Linked DNA regions of Drosophila melanogaster: region 1 is linked to region 2. Evidence: chromatin contacts called from public Hi-C data. All regions are on one chromosome and are shown on one strand. Each heading gives the region's core, a stretch centred on a gene start, on an enhancer-like site or on the middle of the called end of the contact. The rest is flanking DNA. Distances are from core to core; before and after follow the strand shown. Region 1 holds the start of Sirt7 (Sirtuin 7). Region 2 holds the start of mrt (martik).

Region 1 (5,382 bases), core at 348-2,847, 1.8 Mb after region 2:
ATACAAGATACGTAAGATCAGCCTTGCTTACCCACTTATAAAGAAGTAAAAACAAAATCGTTTTATTGTGGAATAATTGTTAAAAGAGCGGGGATTTCATTAGCTTTTACCCGCTTTAGACGCACCTCCATTGGGCTTTCCGCAGCTAATTGATCGGTAACTAATTGGGAGCTAAACCCGTTCGGATCGCACAGTCGATCACCGATCGCCACCTGAAGATGAAGATATGGAGGCTGTTCTCCCAGCTGATCGTTTCGCTGGCATGTGTTTTTGGCCAGCAGCCGGATATGGATGTTGTGGGATGTAAGTGGACAAAGAAGTAGCCTTGCAAGTGGCTTTAAAGATCTAGTTATATATTATAATATATTAACGTGTTGACCACTGATCTGAGCTGTTCTTTTTGATCAATATTGGATTATCAAATTGAAAATCGCAATGTTCAGCTTGCTCTAGATACAAGAAGAGCGTTTTCGAGGAAAGAATCGAGTTCGGTTTCCTGTTGCCCGGAGCTTCGATTGAGAGTCGGATCATAGACAACTGCAGGAGCTACACGCCGCTCATCGTCGGTGGTCATCCGGCCCAGCCCAGGGAATTTCCGCATATGGCCCGCTTGGGGCGTCGCCCAGATCCGAGCAGCCGTGCCGACTGGTTTTGTGGTGGCGTTCTGATCAGCGAGCGGTTCGTCTTAACCGCAGCTCACTGCCTGGAATCGGAAAGGTAAGCAGAGGTTTTTCCCTGCTCAAGTTAGGAATAAATATCTCATTTTTATAGGGGAGAGGTGAATGTTGTGCGATTGGGCGAACTCGACTTCGATTCCTTGGATGAGGATGCGGCGCCCAGAGACTATATGGTTGCAGGGTATATAGCCCATCCGGGCTACGAAGATCCGCAGTTCTACCATGATATAGGTCTTGTCAAACTGACGGAGGCCGTGGTCTTTGACCTATATAAGCATCCAGCCTGTCTGCCGTTCCAGGATGAACGCTCTTCCGACTCCTTCATAGCCGTTGGGTGGGGAAGCACTGGCCTGGCGCTGAAGCCATCCGCCCAGCTGCTGAAGGTGAAGTTGCAGCGCTACGGAAATTGGGTAAGTAAATTGGCATGGGATATTATAAATCCCCATGGATAATCCACATTAATAAATATATTATTTCCTTATAGGTGTGCAAGAAACTGCTTACCCGGCAGGTGGAGGAGTTCCCTCGAGGATTCGATGGAAACAACCAGCTCTGTGTTGGTTCGGAGATGGCCCAGGACACCTGTAACGGCGACTCAGGAGGACCTTTGCTAATGTACCATCGGGAATATCCCTGTATGTACGTAGTTGTGGGAATCACGTCGGCCGGTTTGTCCTGTGGGTCACCAGGAATACCCGGAATCTACACTCGCGTCTATCCTTATTTAGGCTGGATAGCCCGAACTTTGGCCACGTTTTAAATTACATCTGGATCTGTAAATTTATATAAATTTTTTACTAAATACTTAAAAAATTAAATTTAAAAGCATTTAACAGTCCGATTAATTTAGAATCGCTGCTAAGTGGAAGCGAGTCATTCCTACGAAATCGATAGACCGAACATATCGATGCAGTCATCGATAGTTGTTTACCTTTTTTTCCCAAAAAAAAGAAACATTTACAAAACAAAAGTCGTCGCTGGATTTGGATTGTAAATTACCAATGACCAGAGGTCTGAAGCCGCATGGCGAATACGATGTAAGCGGACATCCTGCGCAGGATTCCACATCACAATTTCCCCTTCCTGGCTGCGGCGCATTTTATTTTGTCCCCGCATAATTGCCAATTGTGCCGGATCATGGAGAAGGATCTGGGTGAGGAAAAGGACCAGGATCAGGAGCAGAACACTGAGATGGAGCCCAAGCAGGAGATGGACGTGGCGCAGTCTTACATAACGCGGGCCAAGATGAATCCTGCCAAGAAGGATAACGAGAAGCGACGACGCAAGGATGCCATGCGAAGGGTAATTAGTGCGACTGTGTGTGTGTTTTTACGCTGGCAGAGCTTGTTCCAATTTAGATTGTTTATAAATTACAAAGTTCATGTCAAATACCAATCTTTGATTATATTTTAGTGTCCAAAAGATCAAACCCCCTAAGTTATTATAAAATAAACCACGGTCTATATATTAAGCCATGTATGTACGCCTATCAAGCCAATGCTAATCTATGAAAATGTTCCAGGTCTCGATGATACTGCGAAAATGCGACTCCATGCGCACGACGGAAGATCGACAGTTTTTGGAGAAACACCCGGACATGGTGAAGACGACCAAGAAGCGCAAGGAGCGGGTAGAGATATACAAGGAGCGGGTTGTGGAACGCGAGGATGCGCCGCACGTGATCGAGGCGAAGGTGGAGCAGTTGGCCAACATCATTTCGCAGGCTAAGCATCTAGTTTGCTACACGGGAGCCGGTATAAGCACGGCAGCCCTGATTCCGGACTATCGCGGTAGCCAGGGAATATGGACACTGCTCCAAAAGGGTCAGGACATCGGCGAGCATGATCTATCCAGCGCGAATCCCACCTACACGCACATGGCACTTTATGAGCTGCATCGCCGCAGATTGCTGCATCATGTGGTCTCCCAGAATTGTGATGGCCTGCACTTGCGATCCGGATTACCGAGAAATTCGTTGTCCGAAATCCATGGAAACATGTACGTGGAGGTGTGCAAGAACTGTCGACCGAACAGCGTTTACTGGCGCCAGTTCGACACCACGGAGATGACTGCCCGCTATTGCCACAAGACCCACCGCCTATGCCATCGCTGCTCGGAGCCTTTGTACGACACCATTGTGCACTTCGGAGAGCGGGGGAACGTCAAGTGGCCATTGAACTGGGCGGGAGCCACTGCCAATGCGCAGCGAGCGGATGTGATTCTCTGCTTGGGCTCCAGTCTCAAGGTACTCAAGAAGTACACTTGGCTTTGGCAGATGGACCGGCCTGCCCGCCAGCGAGCAAAGATCTGTGTGGTCAACTTGCAGTGGACGCCCAAGGATGCGATTGCTAGCATAAAGATCAATGGGAAATGCGATCAGGTGATGGCCCAATTGATGCATCTACTCCACATTCCAGTTCCCGTTTACACGAAAGAGAAGGATCCGATTTTCGCACATGCTTCGCTTCTGATGCCCGAGGAACTGCACACGCTTACACAACCATTGCTGAAGAATGCCGACGAGGAGGAGGCCTTCACCACTACCACTGAGGAAACGCAAGACTCGACTATCTCCAGCGAGAGCTGTAGCTTTAACTACAGTGATCTTCCCATCGGCAAAGGACCCCGCATTCGCACACCCATCAAAAATGGTCGAAGAGTTAAGACTAACCTGGAGCTCCGACAGAAATTCAAGACGCTCAATGGCCAGGACGAGGAAATTAAGGTGGAGCATGTGAAAACAAATGGGGAGGTTAAAACAGAGAAGGACTTAATCACGCTGGAGTCGTCCATTAAAATAGAGACTGAAGTTAAGCTGGAGAAATTAGAGTGCTCGGACACCAATTTTCAGCAGGAGTTGAAACTTTTGGAGCTGCTACCAAAGCTAGAACCACTTTCGCTCAAAGAAGAGACGGAGGAAACGCCGAGCAATGGTTTTCCAGAGCTGCCAAAACTAGTCGCCATACAAAAAACTCATGCGGAATGTTTGTCCGCGGTCCCAACTGAATCAAGACTAAAGCCGCTTCAGCTGCCACCGCTGGTGCCCATTGGAGCACCACTGTCCACACCCTTTGTTGAGCCCAAATTGGTCCTGCCACCTGCCTCTCAGTCGTCCAGCATACAGATAAAGAGCGAGGGCGATGGTGATTCCAGCACAGAGAACGATAACGAAGAGGAGGAGGAAAGCGAGCTGGCCCAGATGGATTTGTTGAGGCAAAACAACGATGAGGAGCTGCTTCGCCAATTACCCACGTGGTACGATGCCAAGTACGCGTATTCTGGTCTGCATAGCATCCTGATCCCACCACCAGCGGATCTCAATATTTGGAACTCGCAGGTGGTGCCGAACTTTGCGATGAACAGATCCGCTGCCAGTTGTTTCTTCTGCTTTGATCGGTATGCGGAGCTGGAGTGCCAGTTTTACCGGCGTTGGAACCTCAGTCAGCGCAAACACAAGAAACGGGCCAGAAGCGGTCGGTTCGTGGTCTGCGAGTGCTGTCCAACTTCCGACGACGACGATGACTACGATGAGAATATATCCTTGGCACACATAGCAGCGGCGGAAACGGCAAAGCGAAGACAGCAGCTGAGCACGAGTTTTCCACGGAAGTTGGCGCGAACCCAGGCAGGATGGTATGGCAAGGGCTATAAGAAAGGTCGGAAGAGACGGTAGATTCCCATTTATGTACGGCCGTGATTCCTCCCTAAGATAAGAAGGTGAAATGATTACCCTTGAGTCAATGGCTTTTTGGAAACGTTTGATCTTATACTTGATATGAAGGAGCTAGCTGTTTCTTTTCTACGGAAAAGATCGACCTGCCCTCACCGAGACATATGCTCGCTTCAATAGTATTTTAGCTATAGGTTTATAAGTCATAGATGATAGTGGCAGCTAGAATAGAATAGGGTTCCTTTTATTTAGACGTGTTTTTTAAAATGCTCTATTTGTCAGTCTTTGATTATATTAATAGGTCAGCCCGTTTTTGTCTATTTTCGATATTTAGTTTAATTTTAATGGGTTTGATTGTATGTCACAATTGTGTAACTCTTGTCCTGGTATTTTGGTGCACTTGCTGCAGAAATCATTTGACCTTGTTTTTAATTATTAATATAGGTTTTTACTTTTAGAACGCTAACCTAACATCCGCCCCTCTACACACGTAAGTTAAATAAAGAAAATAAGCATTATGGTATAATGAAATGCATTCGATTTTTATTCGCCCTTCAGTTGCAGTAACCAGTTAAAAATAAAACTGCAATAGATTCGCTTTCATTATGTGTAGAACCAAATTTATTCATTAACTTAAACATAAAGTATTGCTATTTTAGTTATAGTTTTGCGATCCCGTGTGAGTGTTTGTGTGTGATTAGGCATTCCATGCTGGGAGCGAGCGGAGACGAAGAATTGGCTTCCCCATCAATCTTCAGGAGGTGTGTGAGTCTCACGTGGAACATTGCAAAATACCCAAGAATCAACAGAAGACCAGGCAACGGAAACAAACAAGGGATAACTACACACATAGAAAACAGCAGGTTGATTAGATTAACGCTATCGATCGATATACTCGGGGGCAGGGCGTGGGCGTGGGTTCGGAATTTCCAGGGTGCATGTAGCGCACAAAACATAATATCTAGAGCTACGCAGAGCAGCCAGTGGGCCAATATAAAAATACAAAGTTTCACAAATACAGGACGTGGACACGAG
Region 2 (4,828 bases), core at 61-2,560:
TGGAGCACGGTGTAGGGGGGGGGGGGTGGTGTGCGGGTTGGCGAGAGCCGAGAGAGTGAACTAAACTCGCTGTCTTGCTCTCGCCACAGCTCGGCTCACCCACACACACACACGGACGGGGACGAACGAATTTACGCTTGTTATGTGCAGTTGAGAATTTTTCAAGAAAAAGAAACAGAACGTAACTTTCCTTCACAGTGACTAACATCCATTATTGACAAGTGATATTTTGTCTGGCATTTTTCGCTAATCGGCTAATGGCAACGGTTGATAACTTAATGCACATGCCTGCCAATTAGTTTCAAATAGTTCGTTCGACTTGAACTATTTATTTATTTCCAAGCAGAGCAACACCTTGCACACAAACACATGCACGCGCTCGCTCACTGCACACACACTTACCAGCGAGAGAGCGGCGAGAGAGTGGAAAATACGACCGTTTTCAAGCGTCAAAACTGAGGCAAACCGTCGCCGTTAACGACGATTTCAATACTAATTTTTAAAACTCGAAAAAGCGACGAACGGGCCTACAAAAACCCAACTATATAAACGGCCACCTGTGCTGGTGTGCGTGTGCGCTACGACGTTATATATTCGTGTTCGTACTTGTATTCGTATTCGTATTCGGAAGGTACAAATAATGGTTATGGTCGCTAGTTGTTTTTGAGATTGCGAGAGATTGCCGGAGAGACAGTTGCCTATTATTTTTTATTTCGCCTTTTCTTCTTTCGCTGCCATTTACGTTTTTATTCCGCTCTTTTTTTAAGAACGGGGTTATTTCGGGGAATATATAAATTTATGGGTTCGCGCGCGTACACACACACACACACACACACACAGCAAATAAAAACTGCAAAAAGCTACAGTTTTAATGTAGTATACACATGTTGAAATCGAGTATAATGATTTTTCAAGTTTTGTTTTCCGCTCGTCTGCCATTCTCCGTGAAGTGAAGAAGACTCTAACGGAAAGTTTCAGACTATCTATAATCTTTAAATTCAATATTGCAGATTAAGTTAAGAGTGTTAGCTCAAAGGTTTGAAACTTTGGAGATTTAAGCCCGTTGGATAACTGAGCTTAGAAACTGAGCAATAGTATTTAAAAATAAAGCGAAACTCACGGCTTAACGGATTTAACTATAGCATTTCAAAGTTCTTGTGGGAGATTACTTTTGGTGCGCACTGTAGTCAGAGCAAAGTGAACGCAGATAATCGCACTCGACTGTAATAACTTGCTTTTTGTGTAATAGCAAAGATATCGAATTACCTTAGGCCTTTGGGTATTCGATTTCAGGTTCTTGTCGACGGGAGACTACTGTAAATTGGATTCTCAGTAGGAAATCGAGCTTCTGCCAAGCTGTGTGGTAAACAAGGTTTTCGTGAATCCTCTTACAGGTGAGAAACTACCCCTTTGCGGCATAAGAACTCCATGTACACCGAGTACATAGGCGACCTGCTGAATACTGGTTCAAAAAATTCGCATTCAGCCGAGCTTCCTTGAAATTTTCGGGGTGGCAGATGCCGAGAATGCGAATAGGTTGTATCTCGTATCGCATCTGAAAGCCATGTGCTGAAGTCAGTCGAAACTAGATTTACAAGTATTGGGCGGACCGAAAAGATGGGTTGCGGGGAAGCTGGAGTTTTCGAACTGGGAGCGATGCCAGAACAGGAAACTTGAAATCGGCTGCAGCTATTCTCTGTGGATGAGCAGCACGACGCTGGGAAATGCGGAAAGCATTTGCATTAATTACGCATGGCACCAGTTCTAGGAAAATCCACACGTTTATCTGAATTTCATGTATGCAAATAAATAAACAAAACGCGAGGCAAACCTTGCAAGCATTGAATCCAAGAGCACAAACACATGCATTTTCTTATCATAACGAACTTTGTAGGGAGCACTCACTTGAAAAAACAAAGAGCCAATTTGGTCTTCGGTTTGTTATATCGATTGCATGAAATACCTTTAAAATATTATATTTTTCTCGTTTCCTGTACGCGCTGTGGTTGTCAAGAAAACTTTTGAACTTACGGATCTGCAATTTCTGCTATCGAATTAATTTTATCGGTTGTATCAAACAGCTGCTTTGTGAAAGCTTTATATTCAAAGATTGTTGTTAATAAAGTTTATTAAAAAAAAAAAAAATTTATCATCTTTTTAATATTTAAAAACGCTGTAAAAGAAAACAGAATACAGTACCCTGTACCTAGTTAACATTACCAGACAGCCATCCCTCACAAAATATAACGAAAATTTTAAACACTGAGTCTCTAAACGAAGTACTTGGTACCGCTATAAATGATAAATATAAAAATTATATGTCACATTAATTGGAAACATAATTTTTAATCAACAACGGTTGGGCGTTTCAAGTTTTTAGATAACGAAAAGCCATCGATTATCGATTACCGCGCAATTATCGTAGCGCAGTGGCCGGTTTTGTGGAGCCCTGGTTGTGGTAAGACGAAAGTTGTGAGAATTGAGATTGGGCATGTCGGAATCTCCGGGAAAACGGCCAAAAATCGGACCCAGCGATTGCCTCTGCTACCTGCAGGTGAATTGAGTACGGCACGGGGACTGAGGTGTAACATATTGTGTTCTTTCTAGGGCCTGGGAGATGTCCGCCCGGAGGATGCCGCACTGCAGCTGGCCCAACGAATACAGACGGAGGAGGATGAGGCGGCGCAGGCGGACACGTGCAGTGGTGCCAATCAAGCCGCCCTGAACATTAGCTTCCGTGTGTACTACCACATAGTGCACAAGTACGAACTACAAGACTCGCACTTCGCGGATCTTTTCCAGCGTTTGACCAGCGAGCAACCCACTGCCTTCCTGATGCTCCAATCCATTCTGCTCACCGACCATTGGAAGCGTCTCGATGCTGCGCTGCTGGAGGAAAAATGCACCACTGCCATAATTGAGGCTCTGCAGCGCAACAATCCCAGCCTGATGGCCGTGCTGAAGGCCACAAACTTGCTGGTAAAGAAGTTCCCCAAGCTGCAACTCCTTCCGCTGAAGTTGGAGCACTTCTATCACTGCCTGCAACGCCAGACGCAAACGGGATCCCGTGAGGAAACGCTCACGCTGTACAACCACTGCTGCAAACAGCCGGAAAGAGCATTCTCCTACTTTCGCTTGATTGTGGAGTTCTGGCCATGGACGAATCGCAACAAGTACTATCTGCTGAGCGGCGCTCTCAACTCTCATTCCCTGCCTGATCTCTTGGCGGCAACGAATCAAAGCGAAGAGGAGTTCTTCAATGGCCTAAGGCTCAGCCTGAGCTATAAGGGACTTCGGGCCGCCAGTCAATATCCCGTGAAAAGCTTGAGCAACCAGCGCTCTCCGGCACTACTTGCAGCCAGTGTGGAGCTGTTGCTTAACGGCAGTGTGGCCGAGATTCAGAACTTTCATTCGCAGTGGTTCCTGCGCATCCAACAGCGGGAAGAGTTGTTTGAGCTGCTGCAAGCAAATCCTCAGATTGTGGAGTTCCTGGCCACCGAGGAGGAAAGGTCGCCGAGCGATCAATTACGTCTGATTCTGATCTTCAGCATGTTCGCCAGGGAGATATATGCTACCTCCAAGCTGCACTTCTTTAAGATCAGCACCGAGCTGTTGACCAACTGCAGCCAGATGGAGACGGAGGCGCAGCTGTTGATCTTTCGCTTTCTGGTTGACAATCTGGGAAACTTTGCCGTCGAAGACTGTCTGGATTTCTTTCACAGCTTTGTAGAGCGACATCGCTGTCTGGAAAGCTCAGAGTTCCGGAACACGATGCTGGGCAAGATGCCAACGATTATCAATCACACGGCCAAGCACTTTCAAAAGGTTCTAAAGGCGGACATCGGAGTGGGTGGCCATGCATTGGCTCAGAATATCAAGCGATTCTTTTCACATCTTCAGCATCTGATTGAGCGGGACATCCACAGCGAGGTTTATCAACCCAAGATCTTTGCCCTGAAGTTGCTGGAAATCCTAAATAGGTCGCTATATGCAGAAGAAGTCGCAAAAAATGCAAAAATGTGCAGTCCTCAGCAGAATCAGCGCATGGGCATATTTCTCCTGGAGCACGGAGTCTTTCGTCCAAAGGAAATGGCGCAACAGCTCTTCGAAACCCTCAACAATCCACAAGGTTTCGATGATGCTTTGGACCTAACGGTCTCCCTGTTGATTCAGATGGGCCATGTGGACAGTGAAAAGTGCGTGGAGCGGTGCTTCGAACTGTGCCACACGTCTGATATGGACCAATGCTCCTTGGTTTCCCTCTACGCACAGTTGGCGGTTACAAAAGAGCAAGCTGGATCAAAGATATTTGATGAGTGCCTGAAAAGGCTTACCGGTAAATTAGATCCCTTCTTCGAAGATCCTTTGCAGACCGCCAAGAGCGGAGGACATCTCTTTGGCTATCTTTGCGCCTTGGACGAGGTGGTCAAGGCTGGCTTGGCAGTGGAGACGCCTCTGGAGGATTTGTTGCCATTGCTAGAGAGAATTCTCAGCGGCATTCTCAAGTTCCTCAATGTGGCCAACGCCCGGCGACAGGAAGAGGCAGCCACAGCAGCCAGTTTCCAGGACATGGACGAGAGTCTCCAGCTGCTGGTCAGCGAAAGCTCCTTCAAGTGTGATGGGGAGGAAGAGGCTTGTCGAAAGTACTTACTGATGAGCTTCTGGTTAACGTTGAAGGTGCGTAGATATATTTCTTAACTCTTGATAAACTTATCATTTGTTTATCCTTCTGCAGGGCTGTTGCGATCTGGCCACCAGCATTGGGTGTTACCAATTGCAAACGTCTGCCAAAACAGTTAACACCGAGACTCTGCGTCGTTGCCTCAAT

What was found. A called contact is a pair of places that touch in the nucleus more often than the background predicts.
Region 1: a contact with region 2 is called in a Hi-C map of the Kc167 cell line, with 2.5 times the contacts expected there. The contact joins the promoter of Sirt7 here to the promoter of mrt in region 2. A contact is called at or near these places in 3 of 107 Hi-C or Micro-C datasets (the D17-c3 cell line, the Kc167 cell line and the PNm cell line).

Annotation. Positions count from the first base shown.
Region 1 is chr3R:29,054,330-29,059,711 of dm6, forward strand. It overlaps Sirt7 (Sirtuin 7), which reads left to right and starts at 1,598. Exons shown (of 2, transcript NM_143407.3): 1 at 1,598-1,979; 2 at 2,200-4,875. The coding sequence starts at 1,815. The coding sequence ends at 4,350. CG11843 reads left to right here and starts at 18. Exons shown (of 4, transcript NM_001300649.1): 1 at 18-303; 2 at 444-717; 3 at 772-1,087; 4 at 1,162-1,508. The coding sequence starts at 219. The coding sequence ends at 1,437. Cul5 (Cullin 5) reads right to left here. Exons shown (of 7, transcript NM_143408.3): 7 at 4,943-5,382. It also overlaps asRNA:CR46107.
Region 2 is chr3R:27,281,351-27,286,178 of dm6, forward strand. It overlaps mrt (martik), which reads right to left and starts at 1,311. Exons shown (of 3, transcript NM_001260398.1): 1 at 1,267-1,311. It overlaps CG3368, which reads left to right and starts at 2,430. Exons shown (of 3, transcript NM_143298.2): 1 at 2,430-2,554; 2 at 2,608-4,677; 3 at 4,736-4,828. The coding sequence starts at 2,492.